Regions from separate parts of the Zea mays genome. Here all the other regions are linked to region 1. A link is a contact called in public Hi-C data. All regions are on one chromosome and are shown on one strand. Each heading gives the region's core, a stretch centred on a gene start, on an enhancer-like site or on the middle of the called end of the contact. The rest is flanking DNA. Distances are from core to core; before and after follow the strand shown. Region 1 holds the start of LOC109939235 (ethylene-responsive transcription factor ERF053). Region 2 holds the start of LOC100276558. Region 3 holds the start of LOC103653829.

Region 1 (2,678 bases), core at 123-2,622:
GTGCTGTCCCGCCCGGCCGCCCGCTGCGAACTGCACCGAGGAGCTTGAAGCCGCGCGTGGGAAAACCGGGAGCGAGGCAGCGGCTTCGCCAAGGAAGCGGGGAGCGGGCGGGCGACCGACCGGTCGTGCGTGCGCCAGCCAATGGGGCGCGCGGTTCTGATTCGGAGGAGGCGGGGCTCGCGCGTTTATAAAGGTCGCGTGCTCGCGAGCACCGGGCCAAAAAAGGCGGGGGCCGATTTTTTGCTGCTCGCCGGGGGGAAGAGGAAAATAAAAAGGAGGACGACGCCGTTGTGTGTGGCGGGGACGAGATCGTGGTCGGTGGGTCGGGCCCCACGCGCATTGACCCTGGGCATGGGCATGGAACGAACCACTGACTCGCTTGTGCGTCCCGCGGAAGTCGTCGTCGCATACGGTTTTGTTCTCGTTCTCAGTTGTTTTAGCGCATGCGGCATGCTACGAGCTGGACTGGGCTTTCGCGGACTCGCAACAAATTTGACGGTACGACCCGTTCAATCATCAGGCACTGGGAACGTAGTGCCCGTGTTTGTTTATTTATATACCAATGAGAAGGAAGCACATGTGTAGCTATAGTTCGGAGATCACATGGCGCGGCCGTACGTATGTGTGCACGGTTTAATTTGGGTTATCTAGGAGGAGCTGCGTATGCCGAAAGGCCGGGGGAGTGGGATGAGGACCAGCTTAATTACCGCCTGAGTTCGTTTACGCAAAGTTCTGTCTTTAATTAGAGTTCACAAGGCTGGACGATCGACTCTTATATTGCTTGTAATTAAGTCTCCCTTCTGGCCAACAGTTTAATTGGGACCTTGTCCTATCTTAGGAACCACCCACATAGTACGTACGTACGCCGTCGTTTTGTGTGTGCTGCCTTAATTTGTATAATTTGTGAACCAACAGAAAAGGAACCGAGTGTCGCCAAATGTCTCCTTTTTGATGTGCATAGGTTAGCTTAATTTGGTGCTGAGAGGATAACTAACTACGAGCTGCACCGCTGACAGTTACGTTTAGAACGATGCATCGATCGAACAACCCGCGCATAGTAGAATAATTTGCTGCACCGTACCACTCATTAGCGCCGGCGCAGTTAATTAGCAGCTGGAAGGGATGTCGATCGCTTCCGTGGAAGTGCCGGCACTGTTGTTTATTCCGCCACCACTTGGATCAGATCCTAGGTACCCTGCTGTGCCGCCCCCTCTCACCTGGACGGCTACCTTTCTCCTGGAATGGAACATCGATTCATTCGTATCCACACGAATCTTAATTAACGACGGCACTCTGTTCAGTTCGATCATCTACCACAAATGAAGCTAGCATCTGTTCGTGCAGCGTCGTACACGTCAGCGCATATCTAAATTACTGTCGAGTTAGACTATCCGCAGCGCCTGCTGCACGAAGCCCCCTTCCCTTAGCCCTCTAGCATGCATGGTGGCTACAGGGAGCCCGCGTTACCGCAGCGGCGCCCCCTGCCAGGCACCCTATGGGGAGGTCTGCTTCTCTCTCTCGTTCTAGCGTGCATGCAGTTGCCCTCTAAATACTATTCACGTGTGCTCACTTCCAATTGTTAGTAGATGAAAATTTATAGTAGATGAAAAGTATGTATAGAAAATGATATTTTATAGTTGTAGTGGGATATAGGGGGAGTATTTAGGGGGAACCGCTGCGGGAGATGAAAAAATAGGGGGTGAAATGTTGATAATGTGACGTAAAAAAGTGATATAGATGAAGAAATTTAGGGAGAACCGCTGCGGATAGCCTTAGCTACTGCTACTGCCTGCTGGTAGCATTTTAGCAGGGCCCTATGCTGATATATGCATACGCGCGCAGCTACAAACGCAATTGTTGTCAGATATATACTAGTGTTTAGCGCGCTCCTGGGCGCGCGTGACCATATATGGCTTAAGGATTTGGTGTGAGTACCCAGATATGTAAAACAAATTTAAACATGATATGAGTATACAATGCGTATGCAAGAAACCAAAATATAAGTAGATAATATTGTTTTTCCCTAATAGTTGATACCAGTTGTAGAGTGAATTTAGACTACAATACATACTAAGTAGCATTCAACCACCATACATCAACACTTAGCAACAGTGTGCTTCCAGGTGTTAAGTCAATATGTAGTCTTCTCTAAGGTCATTGCAAGAACTGTTTGCATATTAAACAAATTAATTTCTATGCAAAATTATAGGCAGTTGTATTAGCAGGGAAAGCAAATAACATACACACAAGCCGTCATGAACCATTTTTTCTCTCTCGAAAAAATGCAGGAGAGCTGCACATCTTTGTAATAAGAAGAGGGGAATTTAAGATCCAAGAGGACCAGTACAAAAACCACCCTATGGTATGACCAAAAGAGGTCAAGGGAGCAAGTAGAATGTTCAATAAACACATGGTAGATGGTCTCTGTGAGCTAAGCCATAGTTTGTAGGCAGTTGAATTAGTAGGGAAAGACATATGAAACATGATAGAAGATCCATTTGCAATATTGTAGGCAATTGAATTAGTAGGGAAGACATATAGAACATTGCAGAAGAACCATCATTCTCATATGGAACAAATTGATTTGTACGCAAATTTGTAGGGAAGGCAAAATGTAATTACCTCCTTGGATAGATGGTGGGTAGATGATAATTCTTGCGCGTACCGGTATCACCAAG
Region 2 (2,678 bases), core at 108-2,607, 230 kb before region 1:
ACGCACTGCATAGTAACCACCTCCAATTTGCTGACAGATATTTTTTACAGTAGGAAACTTGCCTTCGTTTGAAGCCCTATAACTGCACTAAATAGAAACACAAGGTTTAAGAGTCACACGAATAACTAACTAACCAGGAAAAAACGCTAACCAGGAAAAAAAAACGTTTTTATAACTCCTAGACATAGTTACCAATCTTTATCAGAAACCTACAGATGTGAATGAGTTCTGCCACATTTCTAATTTCTAAATCTCAAATGTCAACCTTAATGCTGCTTCTGCTTAAAAAAAGCAGAAACCGAACCAAAAGGGTTCAGCTTTTCTGCAGCTACTTTGAAAAGACAACTTTTCTGTAGTACACATTTGAAAGTCGCTTGGACTCTGCTTTTACTGCTTATCCAAGTTCGCTATATTAATAAGCAGAGCAGATGTAGCAAATAGAAACTAAAATATGATTAAAAACAATTAAGTTATAATAAATAAGATAAAAAATATTTTTAATAAAAAGATGAAAAATGGAATTGTAAAATTGATTTATTTGTAAAACAATCATGAACACAAATGTGAAATAGGTTTTAATTAAATATATTGATTAAGAAATATAGTTAAACAAATTGCATATAAACAATATACATTTTGTTTACAGTGGAGAACTAACAACAGTTTGAACCAAACGAGTTTCAGCTTTATTTGCTCACAACAGTTTTTTCACAGCAGACAACTCACAGCTATGTTTTCATAGTTCACAGCCCAACCAAACGCACACTAAGTGTCTATTACTAAGCTCGAGAGCCAAACAGAAGTGCTAATAAGCCGAAAGCTACACAATTGCTACCTATGACCCAAAAAGATAAACTCTACAACCAGAAAATACAGTGAAAAAAAAGTAACCTACTTCTCAACAAATTCCACTATTCGAACCCTCCGCTCCTGCTTTGTAATCCTCTTCAGCCCCTTCGGTGGCGGCTCCTGCGCAGGCAGCGGCGCCGCATGCGCCTTCCCTCGGGAGGTCCGATAGCACGACCGTGGGGGCGCGATAGAGACACCCGCGATCACTGGAAAGAGGGAACATATTAGGCAAATAATATCACATCAATGTCTGCACCGCGGCCAAAACCCAGAGCTTGGATCGAACACGGGAGGCGCGGGGCGAAATAGGCTTGATTACTAGCTTTACTCACCTTTCCTGGAGGCCACGGAGTAGGAGAGGCGCGCGGATGCCTGCATCGCGGAGCGCAATGGCAAATTGCGGAGGGGAGGCGGGCGCCCTAGGGTTTCATGCCATGTCTGACTGGACGAGGCGAGCGAGGTTTTAGCTTGACTGAGAAGGCGAAGAAGGGAGACGGAACTGCCGGGCGGCGGCGGCTGGGTGTTGAGGCCGTGGCCCAACCAAGAATAAGGGCTCTGCATTCCCCCCAAAAACAAAGATTACCGAAGATGCACGGCCCATTGAGTTAAGCAGTCGACTTCGCCCGGGCCAGAGGTAGTCCTTTTCATACTAGAGCATCTCTAATTGAAAAACAACCGTCCAACCGAGCCCTATCAACTCACCCGATTTTGAGAAATTTGTGATTTTGCCACTCTCAATTTTGGTTGTCTGTTATTATGCTATCTCGTGTCTATAACTGGTAGGACCATCTATGTCTATAATTTATAGGTCCGATGACATACTGGCGAATACCGTAAATCATAGTAGCAAAATTGCCAATGTCTCCCCGATTTTCCCGCAAGCCAAAAATTTGTGCTCTAGTGCGAAAATTTGCCAACGTTTCTTCTCCCAATCCGTCGCCCGCTCGGCCACACGGAGCACCTCACCAGCTCCCTCCCTGGCCGGCGACCTGAGCGCCGCCCGCTCATAGGCGCATCCCGTTTGGGCTCTCCCGCGTCACCACCACAGGCGGGGCGACACGTCGTGTCAGCATCCCAAAGAAGTCGTGCGTCTGAGAAGCAGAAGCCAACGGCAGATGCTACTGATCTAGTGCTAGATCGCTGCAACAAAAGCCCAATGCTATATTCCTAGGAGAAGATTAGGTGGCATAATGGGTCGTGGGCTTTGTAATAGCTGATACTTAAACGTTGTGAACAGTGAACGGTGAGAATTATGCTGAGAAATATATCGACAACTATCTTCTCCCCGTATTCCATCCCCTTCTTTCTCCAAAACCATTCTTCTGCTGATTTCCCTCATTATCCAGATCCGGTGCTTGTGGGAGCCTAACAATTGGTATCGGAGACACCGATCTAGGGCTGGCGCACGCCTACTACACGCGCCGCGCGAAGGACTCCGGATCCATGGAGCTCAACCTGAAGATGGCGATCCAGGAATAGTCCAAGCTTCTCCGAGACATCTGTGACCGCCTATCTGCGTAGGACGCACGCTAGTCCACACTCGAGTCCACCGTCGCTCGGAACTCCACGTCCCTACAACATCTGGAGGCCAGTCTCGCCGTCACGAGCCCAGCGTCGATCCGCGCGGATCTCGACGCCCAAGTCGCCGCGACGACCGAGCGCATAGATGACATCGAGGTGGTGCCTCCAACGCGACTCGGGGCCCTAGCATCGGTTTCTGCAACCTTCGAGTCATGGCGGCCCTTCGTCGAGGCTTCGGTCGATGAGATCCACAACTATGTCGATCTACTCCGCGATGAGGTGAAAGGGAATTAGGCGTACACCTATTT
Region 3 (2,678 bases), core at 84-2,583, 160 kb before region 1:
TCCTTCCCACGCCCCGTAGCCTTCCTGGGCGTCGCGGCGACGGCAGTCTCAGCAGATTTCTGAAGTCGGAGCAGAAGTTTGAGCCTCGCGAGTGGTACGGTAGAACTTGCACTAACCGGAGCAAAATTCAATTCGAGTTTTGTCTGGCTGATTTTTTTACCTTGTGCGGCCTGGCACCGTGGTTGCTGCTGTTACGGAGAGCGTTGTCGTCGAGCTCGGCCATGGGGCAGCGCCTGTACGGGGACTGCTCGTTCTTCCTGGACGAGCTCCGGCTGAGCACCGGCGCCGGCCCCGCCGCCGGTCCGCAAGCTCCAGCATTCTCGTTCCCCGTCCCCGCTGCCATCCTCGCGGGAGAGCTCGACCTCGGAGACGCGCACCGCTTCCCAGACGCGGCCACGGGCGACGGCGCGCGCCCCTTCTCCCTGGCGGGCACGGACACCATCTTCCCCGGCTGCTGCCTGGCGCGGTCCCCGCCGCCGGATCCCGCAGAGGTAGCAGCGCCATCAGCGCGTCTCCCGGGCGACCGGCTGGCCCTCCGGCTCCCGGCGCCGGCGCCGCTCCTCTCCCGGCTTCCCGACCGCTTGCGCTGCGGCGAGCCTCGGTGCGGCGACGGCCTGCTGCTGGACACGGGCGCCGCGCGCCCCTGCCTCTCCCAGTCGCACTCCTCGTCCGCGCCGCCGTCCTGGTCGAAGTCGTAGCTGCGCTTGGACCCCGAGCGCCTCCTGCGGTGCCCGCCGCCGCACGCTGCCGTGTCGCCGGTCGACGCCGCCCTTCCGGCCCCGGACGAGCTCCGGCTGAGCCGGCCGCACTGGATGAGGATCGCGTCCACCTCCTCCTTGGTGCAGCTGGACGTGCGCACCGGCGCCGACGGCACCAGCACTACCGGCAGCTGCTTCTCGGCCGCCGGCCCTTGCGATCCCGACCGCCTCCTCTTCTCCTCCCCGGGCACCGCGGCGTCCTTGGCGGACACCGCAGCCTTGTTCGCCGCCGCCGCCGCCGCTCTCTTGGGCTGCTGCGCCGGACTCTTCTTGGCCTTGTCGTCGGAGACCGCGGCGGCGACCTTTCCCGGCTTGGCCGGTGGCTTCTTCTTGCTGAAGCAGAGGCCCATGGTGGGTTCTGGTGGCAGGAGGAGCTACGGTACGGACTGCGACTCTGCGACTGGGAGTGGAGTGGAGTGAAGGAAAGAGTCCGTTGGACTGTGACTTGGTGCGCTGGTGACTTGGGTGGTATATAAGCACGCGTGGGGAGGTGCGCTTAGGCGAAATAATTTTTGTGTCAGCGTGCGTCGTGCTCTGTGTTAGTTAGTGCTCCGTAACCCGTACCGCGCGCCTGTGATGAGAGCAAACGCAAAGCGGATGCTGATGCGAGAGCGAGACGGGGATTTGAAATCCTCTCTTGTGCGGATCGGATGGATGACCTCGAGGCTCGTGCGCGCACGCACGAACGAACGTGGGGGACGTTGGCGGCTCACGGTGCTGCCGTGGACCGACGGGCGGGGACGGAAGGATGCATCGCCTCGGTCAGTGTGGTCTACGAGGAATACGTCCACAGGAGTTGGACCCGGGGGGCTCGGTGGGGTCGCTATCCGTTACAACATCGCGGGGCCTGGGCCTTGATTATTTCATCATCTCGTCTTAAAAAAAAAACGGGACCAGCACCAGCCGTCACCAGACACGCGTGTATTGCTAAGCTAGGTGATGAACTTTGGTCTGGTACTGTGCTCTGTTAATAATCGTCATTGTGACGGGTAACGCACGGTGAAAGCCAATCGCACGCGAGGGAGTTTGCGAGATCGGACGGAGGACAGTTTTGCTTTGCAGGCCCCAGGGCTGGTTACGCTACGCACGAGCCCACGAGCAGTGTTTCTGCAGTTGTGTCGACACTGCCTCTGTTTTGCGTTTCAATGCGTGCTGCCGATCCCTGAATGGTTCAAATGCAAGGCACGTTTGGTTTGAATCTGGGCCACCTCGAGCTGGTGCGTGCGCGAGCGGCGGAGCCTCGCCCAACAAACAACGGCCAACGCCCAACGGCTACGAGCGGTCAGGGCGGAGGGAGGGAGATGCCGATGCGACCGGACCGGATTCCTTTTGCCGTGCTGGACGCCCGCGACAGAGCGCTGACCGTTGCGTGCGGTCTCGCGTCCTTTTCACCGTCTCTAGTGCCTTTTGAACCCGAGCCGACCGTTGGAGGGGCGAAGCGTGCGTGCGTGGCACGCGGATCCTCCTCCTCGGCTTCTCGCCATCGGATTCGCGCGGCGCGCTCTCGGCTCTCCCGTTGTGCGGATTGGCAGGCAGCCAGGCAGCTCGGACGGATCGGCCCTACGTATACGTAGGGATGAAAACGGTCGGTAAACACTAAAATCATTACCGTTTTCATATTTTTTATCGGAAACAAAATCGAAAACGGTAACTCCGGAAACGGAAACGATATCGGTATTTCGGAAACATCGGAAACGAAAGTTCGGTGCGGAAAATACACCGGTAACGGTCGAAATCTAAAATATGATCGGTAAACATATCAAACTTCACAATAAAACAAAATTGACAAAACATCACAAATACCACAAGTTCACAATTCATGATATAACAAGTTCACAAGGATCACAAATTTATAATATAAAAAGTTTACAAAGATCAGAAGTTCACAATATAACAAGTTCACAGTATAACAAGTTCATA

The links. A called contact is a pair of places that touch in the nucleus more often than the background predicts.
Region 2: a contact with region 1 is called in a Hi-C map of ear, with 2.1 times the contacts expected there. The contact joins the promoter of LOC100276558 here to the promoter of LOC109939235 in region 1. A contact is called at or near these places in 6 of 25 Hi-C or Micro-C datasets (bundle sheath, ear, endosperm and 2 more).
Region 3: a contact with region 1 is called in a Hi-C map of bundle sheath, with 5 times the contacts expected there. The contact joins the promoter of LOC103653829 here to the promoter of LOC109939235 in region 1. A contact is called at or near these places in 9 of 25 Hi-C or Micro-C datasets (bundle sheath, ear, endosperm and 3 more).

The regions. Positions count from the first base shown.
Region 1 is chr4:151,492,266-151,494,943 of Zm-B73-REFERENCE-NAM-5.0, forward strand. LOC109939235 (ethylene-responsive transcription factor ERF053) reads right to left here and starts at 1,373. Exons shown (of 1, transcript XM_020552642.2): 1 at 1-1,373. It also overlaps LOC103653830.
Region 2 is chr4:151,259,146-151,261,823 of Zm-B73-REFERENCE-NAM-5.0, forward strand. LOC100276558 reads right to left here and starts at 1,358. Exons shown (of 6, transcript NM_001150318.2): 1 at 1,182-1,358; 2 at 896-1,055; 3 at 63-82. The coding sequence starts at 1,227. It also overlaps the pseudogene LOC118477077.
Region 3 is chr4:151,336,716-151,339,393 of Zm-B73-REFERENCE-NAM-5.0, forward strand. LOC103653829 reads right to left here and starts at 1,334. Exons shown (of 2, transcript XM_008680635.3): 1 at 161-1,334; 2 at 1-59. The coding sequence starts at 1,108.